Linked DNA regions of Drosophila melanogaster: region 2 is linked to region 1. The links are chromatin contacts, called in public Hi-C maps. All regions are on one chromosome and are shown on one strand. The core of a region is the stretch at or near the end of the contact, and the rest is flanking DNA. Distances in the headings are between cores, read along the strand shown. Region 1 holds the start of bc10. Region 2 holds the start of mthl2 (methuselah-like 2).

Evidence for each region. Hi-C and Micro-C count contacts between places; a contact is called where the count stands out from the background.
Region 2: a Hi-C map of the Kc167 cell line shows a contact between it and region 1, with 2.2 times the contacts expected there. The contact joins the promoter of mthl2 here to the promoter of bc10 in region 1. A contact is called at or near these places in 27 of 107 Hi-C or Micro-C datasets (the Clone 8 cell line, the D17-c3 cell line, the Kc167 cell line and 9 more) and 3 of 6 datasets of contacts at active chromatin or transcription factors (the Kc167 cell line and the S2 cell line).

What each region holds. Positions count from the first base shown.
Region 1 is chr3L:5,563,676-5,567,342 of dm6, reverse strand. bc10 reads right to left here and starts at 2,112. Exons shown (of 2, transcript NM_139715.6): 1 at 1,972-2,112; 2 at 578-1,816. The coding sequence starts at 1,718. The coding sequence ends at 1,479. It overlaps Sras (severas), which reads right to left and starts at 3,569. Exons shown (of 2, transcript NM_079934.3): 1 at 3,077-3,569; 2 at 2,240-3,017. The coding sequence starts at 3,482. The coding sequence ends at 2,515. ScsbetaG (Succinyl-coenzyme A synthetase beta subunit, GDP-forming) reads left to right here and starts at 3,652. Exons shown (of 4, transcript NM_143706.5): 1 at 3,652-3,667. It overlaps Msr-110 (Msr-110,), which reads left to right. Exons shown (of 7, transcript NM_168123.2): 7 at 1-424.
Region 2 is chr3L:5,602,869-5,606,535 of dm6, reverse strand. It overlaps mthl2 (methuselah-like 2), which reads right to left and starts at 1,746. Exons shown (of 7, transcript NM_176284.3): 1 at 1,130-1,746; 2 at 913-1,066; 3 at 674-850; 4 at 362-613; 5 at 126-297; 6 at 1-64. The coding sequence starts at 1,642. TM9SF3 (Transmembrane 9 superfamily protein member 3) reads left to right here and starts at 2,557. Exons shown (of 4, transcript NM_139722.4): 1 at 2,557-2,848; 2 at 2,907-3,464; 3 at 3,582-3,667. The coding sequence starts at 2,738.

The DNA.
Region 1 (3,667 bases), core at 863-3,362:
AAAAAACGTATTCTCTATATATCATTTTTGTATATTTTATATTAATGCGTGTATAACATTCCAACCAACCAACCAACAACAACAACTAGAACACAGAAAGCAATCGCTTGTGAAAAAGAAAATTGTGAAAGTTTTCCAAGTATTTTTCTTTCAGTTTTTTGAATTGTCTACAGTTTTGTTTTTCACAAATACACACAAATAAATCCGATGGAAATTTTTGTACATAAATTATTATCGTATTTTTAATTAATTAATTGTCTTGTGTAGTTGTTAGTAAATTAAGAACGAAGATGAAGCTGATCTGATCTTGATATAATCAAATTCCAAAACCAACGACAGCGAAGAGAAATTTGTACATTATATATGAACATATATACTATATACACACTCACATTTTGAAGCGAATAAAATTGTGGATAATTGGAAATCAAATAAAATGCGTACTTTATTTGGCTGTGGGTCGTTGGAATATACATATGTATATAAATTCCAGGATAATAGGTTCTATTTCAATATTAAAAAGTCAGGTTTCGAAGTAACAGTTCCCGCACTTATAAAAATATTTAAACAAGCTATTGCAGATGTTTATCATTATTTAAATTTTATTTCATTACATCTACCACACTTTCCGTTTTTTTGGATACCGCTCAAATCATACAAATTCGCAAAAATCGAACAATATTATTTGTATAAGTTATAATCGCCCGCCCGTTCCTCGTTTTTACATATTTGTGCTTGTCTCTCGTTTACATTTTATGTATATAATGTTTATATATTTCGATCGGTGTAAGTTATATGCTTGTTTGTATATACAGTTTTTGCACGTGCACACGACAGGGTAATTACAACCGATGTCAGCAGCTTTCGTTGGCTCAGCAACTTAGCAACTCAGCAAGGATGCGCAGTGAATGTGTGGTTTGCCTTAGTTTTCTTTACAATTACGTTTTGTATAATGTATTTATCTATATATAACATATATGACTAATCGTAAGTTGCATTGACAAGTGGGTTGGATAGGGGTTTTTTCTTTTGATTTGAAGGGTAGGGCTTTTGGGTGGGGTGATGTACAATACGTTTTCGTAGCGCTTTCTTCGTATAAACTAAATTCGTCTAAGCTTTAAAAACAAAACATACAATACAATTACAATTCATAATCAAGAGAATTATGAAGGTAACATATAGAGGGCTGGAAATAATGCAATGGGTATTACTAGACACACAATCTTTGTTCCTGGTCGGACTCACTCATCACTTGTATCACTGATCACTTGATTTTACCGACTTAGTCAAGCTATCCCTAATCCCTTATATCCGCCTGCTCCTCTGACTTTCTCCGATCTTCGAGGATGTAAAGCTGTAACAACGCGAACGTAATTCCGTAAAAAGGTAGTTATTATTAGCACTTTATCTTCGTTGACTATGACTACGGGGGCTTTCTTTGTGTGGGAGTGAAAGATAAGCGGCGCACTGCTGACCCTCTAGCCATTCTCACATTGATGGCCCTCGCAGTTGCCCCAAAATATGCAGTTCCCGACGCCACTGTAGCATATCAGGGATACGGCTGTGAGGAATACGAGGCTGCAGATGGTGCAGGGCTTTCGCTCCAGGAAGAATCCGACCAGGTAGAGGACTATGAACATCACGTGCGTTTCCATCAGGGCCGGATTCGAGGGTTTCGGTATCAGTAGTACGGGCAGCAGGCATTGTAGGCAATACATTCTGTGTGCGGTTGGGTGGGTGGTTGTGTTGTTGTTGCTATTTCTGCTTAAGATTTGGGTTCTATTTGCGTGTGCGTTGACGTGGTCTTCCGCGCGGCCTGCAAGTGTCCCAGGATGACCCCGGGGGGTTGAGGTTAGTCTTAATTGTTCTATAATTACTATCATTCGTAGTCCTGGGCAAAGACCACAAACGTCACCAGAACGCGGATCTGTTTTCCCAGTTCTAGCACGGGTCGCCGCTCTGCGGGATTACCTCCGATTGGGCCTCCTGGCGCTGACCTCTCGATTTTCGGGTCGTTTAGATGCTCGCTTGTTGTGCGTCGTTTTAAATCATCACATATTTACCAAAATTTACTTGTCTGGGCCTATCGGGCCCTATCGATAAGCCTATGTGGGTCTGAGTGGCAGTGTGACCAGCTGCCCAATACCGATATGTTGGAACTAGTGATTGCGCGGAACCAATAATACCGCCTAAATTTGAATTCATATTTCTTTCTTAATAATAATAATAAATAATATTTATAAATGTTAAGAAATTGTTTAATAAACAAATGCAAACAAAAGTAGTTGTAATAAAAGTACTCTCGAACAACAAAACAGTACAACTGACTTACTATTAGGTATACATTTATCTGTACTTTCTTTTTTCTTTTTCATCGGAAGTCTTTTTTTTGTGCGCGGAATTGGCTCGAATGGGATATGCAATTTACATATAAACATAATATATGCACGAATATTTATGTACACATGAATGAACCGACGTATGGCAGCGGTTGATACATACAAATTAACTTAATTATGCATTCCAGTAAAGGGTGTTATCATAGATCGACGGATCGGTAGCCAGTGGTACCAGGAACATCCATCCAACAAATCCAGCTAAGTAGAGAATAATGGCCACTACTCGTCGCCAGAGATCCTGCTGCCACAGATCCTGCAGATCCGGCAGACCCATATGATTGCAAAACGCGTGCACCAAGATGGGAGCCATCACATGACCTGTACGGGCAAATAGAAAGGCCGAATAGAAGCCAAATAGCGTGGTGTAGATGAACTGGAACAGTCCAATCAATAGGGCAGTGCTCAACTCCACGCCTAAGCTCAGGCGTTCGGCTATGTGATGCAAGTGGGCTACTCCGAAGAAAAGCGGCGTTATGAAAACGGCGACCAGGGGCGAAAAGCTCTGCAGGATCAGGGGCATCATGCAGGCTCGGAACACGAACTCCTCGCTCAGCGGTGCTATCACATGGTTGCGCACCCAGATGATGCTGCCAAATGATCCCCTCCAGTAGTCCAGATCTGCAATTCAAATCAAGCAGTGAGAAGGGGCTGATAGGCAGAGGGGCTTTAACTATTACCGAAGTAGGAGCGCACGGACTCGTTCTGCATGTTGACAAAGATGGGTCCCAGGAAGAGCAGCACCGTCAGGCTGTATGGTATAACAACAGCCTGCCACAATCCCTCCAAGCGCAAACCGAGCAGCTTGGGAAATGGTACCCGGCTGAGCAGCTCCGGCGATGAGAAGAAGTAAACGAAGAACGGGGCTGCCAGCATCACCATGGACACACTGGCGAATCTTCTCTTGACCGTGGTTGGATGATCCCGGTTGTGTTTGGTGCTCCAGATGTAGAGGCTACCCACGTACAGAACAGCCAGAACGAAGCAACAGCTCACCGAAGTGGCCACCGGGATCTGGGGCAATGATTCGTGGACTACATTTTCTTGCATGGTGACTTCGGCTTCCGTCTCACTCAGGTTTTTCATTCAATTTGTGTTATTCGTCATTCTTCGCTGACTATTAGCCGAAGAAAAAAAGTACACAACGACAGCTGATTTTCAGCTGACTGCAACAGTAAGACCATTGCTTCGCGAGAACTAGTTCAAGATGGCAGTGGCATTTGGTATATTTTTATCACCATGGAAAGTAGTCGTGCTTCTTGGTCACATTG
Region 2 (3,667 bases), core at 497-2,996, 40 kb before region 1:
GGAGAATATCTCAAAGCTCCACGACATCCCCATCACAGTGAAGAGCAGCAGAAATTGTGTGTAACTGTAACGAATTGATAATATTTATCTTAAACTGACATTTTCAACTATTATAATTGATATACTTCTGTTTGTCCGAATTCAGCTTCTGTATTCTACCTTCATTGCGAGCAATCTTTCGAAGAGTCCTCTTGGAATCTATTATGTGTTTAGCCGTCAGAACAAACATAGTTATGTTGAAGAGAATCAGGAGCACCATCGGTCCATAGAAGTACACCATTGCAGACCAGCTTTTAGCTGAGGGTGGAAAGAAAAACATTGGTGAGCTGGTACCACAAGCCGGATACAAAACAGAACCCACTATAGATCCAGCAATGCCCTTCGTCGCCCACGCGAGGCTGCCACTCCTCGTTGTTCACAACGTTATCAGCCAGATAGGTGACTCCGGTCAAGGCCAAAGGCATTGCCCAGGCGAAGCAGCTGTATAGCAGAAACGCACGTTCTGACCGAATGTTCATCGAGGCACAGGGATTGGTAAGACATTTCCAATAGTGCCGACTGATGATAGATAGCCAAAAGAACGCAGCCATGACGAAAAAGTATCCCAAGAAACCTGTCGTAAATGGTCAATGGTTTGTCAAGTTGTGTTGAAATGCATCCCCTCTAAGCTAACCTGCTGCTTTACAGAAATCGAGCGATAACTCCCACAGATCAAGGAGTAGGAACAGGTATCCGAAAAATAGGCACATCATGTAACAGATGAAACACTTGCCCTCCAAATTCATTAGCTTCTTAACGCACAGGTACACGGCGATGGTAAGAACCAAGCATATCAACGATGTGATCATCACTATGGAAATAGGAAAGATATAGAACTGGGAGCTACCATGCAAGCAATGGGCATCATCTTACCAACGGTCTGTCCCGTTCTGGATGGCAGTATCAAGCAGTTGTGGGGTATAATGCGAATGGAGTTGTTGTTACCTTCGCCGAATGTTCGGTGCTGCAGACAGTACTCCGACTTGTCCAAATACACTTGATCGTAGTGGCGCAGCAATCTTCCATTCTGCAGAGAGCCAAAGCATAAATAAATCCTGCCCAAAAATGCTTATTTTTCGAGCAGCCATACCTCGAACAAGGTGTACTCATCCATTATATCCCGGTTGTCTAGGTAAAACATATCATCGCAGGGCTTTGGCAGATCCCACTGCACCATGAGCTCCTTCTTATAGTGCCTTTGCACCACTGATCCGTCGTCCAGGGTCACATTTAGCATGGGGTCCAGTAATTCGTTCTCCTCCGTCGTCATGTTGGCGTAGCATTCGCCCATATCCATTATGTGGTCATGTGGGCAGCAAAACCTGACGCAAGTCCTTAGCTTGCACACACATCCTCTCACGTGACTTGGCACCTGCTCCTTATCTCCATTCGCCAGAAGCTTGAATTCATACTTGGCCGTCAAATGGGCGGGAATAAGTAATCCCTCGTAGAGGTATGATCCATTCGAGAGCCTCTGGCCTTCCGAGATATCAACGGTATCATAGAAACTGCAGTCGGCAATCTCAGCACTCGAAGATTGCAGATTCAGCAAGAAATATATTAGGATCGATGCAGAAAGTAACATTTTTGAACTAGCAATCATATAGTTAGCTGGACATTCTTTAAATATTACTTAAATAAATAAGAATGTAGTGGTACTACAAAATAGCAGCGACTTCACTTTGCGGATGCTGTTTTACGATTGGCACAAACTAACTGGGAAAGCGTTATGAAAAGGGAATGTAAAAATTATTATTTTGATAAAAAAGGCTTATCGGACATTCCAATTCGTTGCTCATTTCTGAGCCATCTTTTTTTCCTACTGAGCGAGGGTTGATAAATTATGTATAAAACTTAAATTATGTATGTATTATTCAAGCAACTGCTTAGGTAAACTATTCTTTTTCTTTTATTCTTTTTTTTTTACATATTAACAATAGTATTACATAAGCTTATTTATATAAATAAATCATTTAAAAAACACAATTTTTAACTTTTCAAAAGTAATGCAGCTTATCAGTTTTCTGTAGCATAAAATAAAATATAAATGGAATTTTAAGTATTTGGTACTGACTGTAGGTTCCTTAAAAACTATTTGTGAGATACATTCGAATAGCCCGCCAAGGTGATTCCGCTATGCGATAGTTGGTATTTTTGTAACGTTTTTCCCATCGATACGTTCCCAGTCACGTTTTCGTTGGCATTAGAAGTGGAGAAACATCGATGTTGGCGAACATCCATGTTTTCGATGTCTTTGGCAAAAAACAAATAAATTGATCTTTAAAAAAAAAACTTACATTTCAGATATTTATCCATGTCTTCCAAGACACCAGCCTACACCACCGGCGAGTCACAATAAATATGCAATATGCTATTAATAATTGTATTAGAAAATATGGAAATTAATTTAGACTTACAATTTACACACTTTGCTGTTTCTATGCGCTGAAAACATCGACGATTCCTCGAAAAACATCGACGTTTTTGATTTTTCGAAAACATCGATGACATCGATGTTGGCATCGATGTTTCTCCACCTCTAAGATACAACCCTAAAATATTTCTGCTGTCGGCAAATCTGAGTGTTTGCCACAAAACTGTTTGAAAACGCAATCCCAGCGAGGGCAACCGAATCAGGCCGGCAGAGCGAGGTCACCAGGAAGACGCGCAAACGAGGTCACCACCTGCACAAGACACAATGGGCAGCAGCGCCACGCAAACCACGGTGCCGTTCCGTGCAATTTGTTTATGTCTGCTGATCGCCAGCTGCTACGTGTCGCTCTCCCAGGCAGATGAGCACAATCACAAGGTGAGTCCGGATGCCACATCCCTCGAGCACCGAATACATGATCCACTTTGCCACGCAGTACAATGACCGGGAGGAGGTGGTACTGTGGATGAACACGGTGGGCCCGTACCACAATCGGCAGGAGACGTACGCGTACTTCTCTCTCCCCTTTTGCAGTGGCCAGAAGTCCTCGATATCGCACTACCACGAGACGCTGAGCGAGGCGCTGCAAGGAGTCGAGCTAGAGTTCAGTGGCTACGAGATGGAGTTCAAGAGCGACGCCCCCAAATCGGTCATCTGCATGGTCACCTTGCAGGAGGAGAGCGCCAAGGCATTCACCTATGCCGTGAAGAACGAGTACTGGTACCAGATGTACATCGATGGACTGCCCATTTGGGGAAAAGTCGGTGAGCGCGACGAGCGCGATGGCAAGTACTATATCTTCACGCACAAGAAGTTCGACATCGGCTACAATGGCCAGCAAATCGTGGATATCACCCTGACCACCGAGGGCCGCGAGGAACTCAAGCCGGGATCCCACATCAACTTCTCCTACGAGGTCAACTGGAAGCCCAGCAAGGTGGAGTTCAAGAATCGATTCGACAAGTACCTGGATCCCAACTTCTTCCAGCACAGGGTGCGTATAGTTCAACTAGTTTTACTCCACAACTTTCAAATGAATCATATTCTATATAAATAGCAAGAGGAAAAGGTCAAAGTTTGATGACATCATCTTTTCTTTAATCTTTTCTAGATCCACTGGTTCAGCATCTTCAACAGCTTCATGATGGTCATCTTCCTGGTGGGTCTGGTGTCCATGATTCTGATGCGAACTCTGCG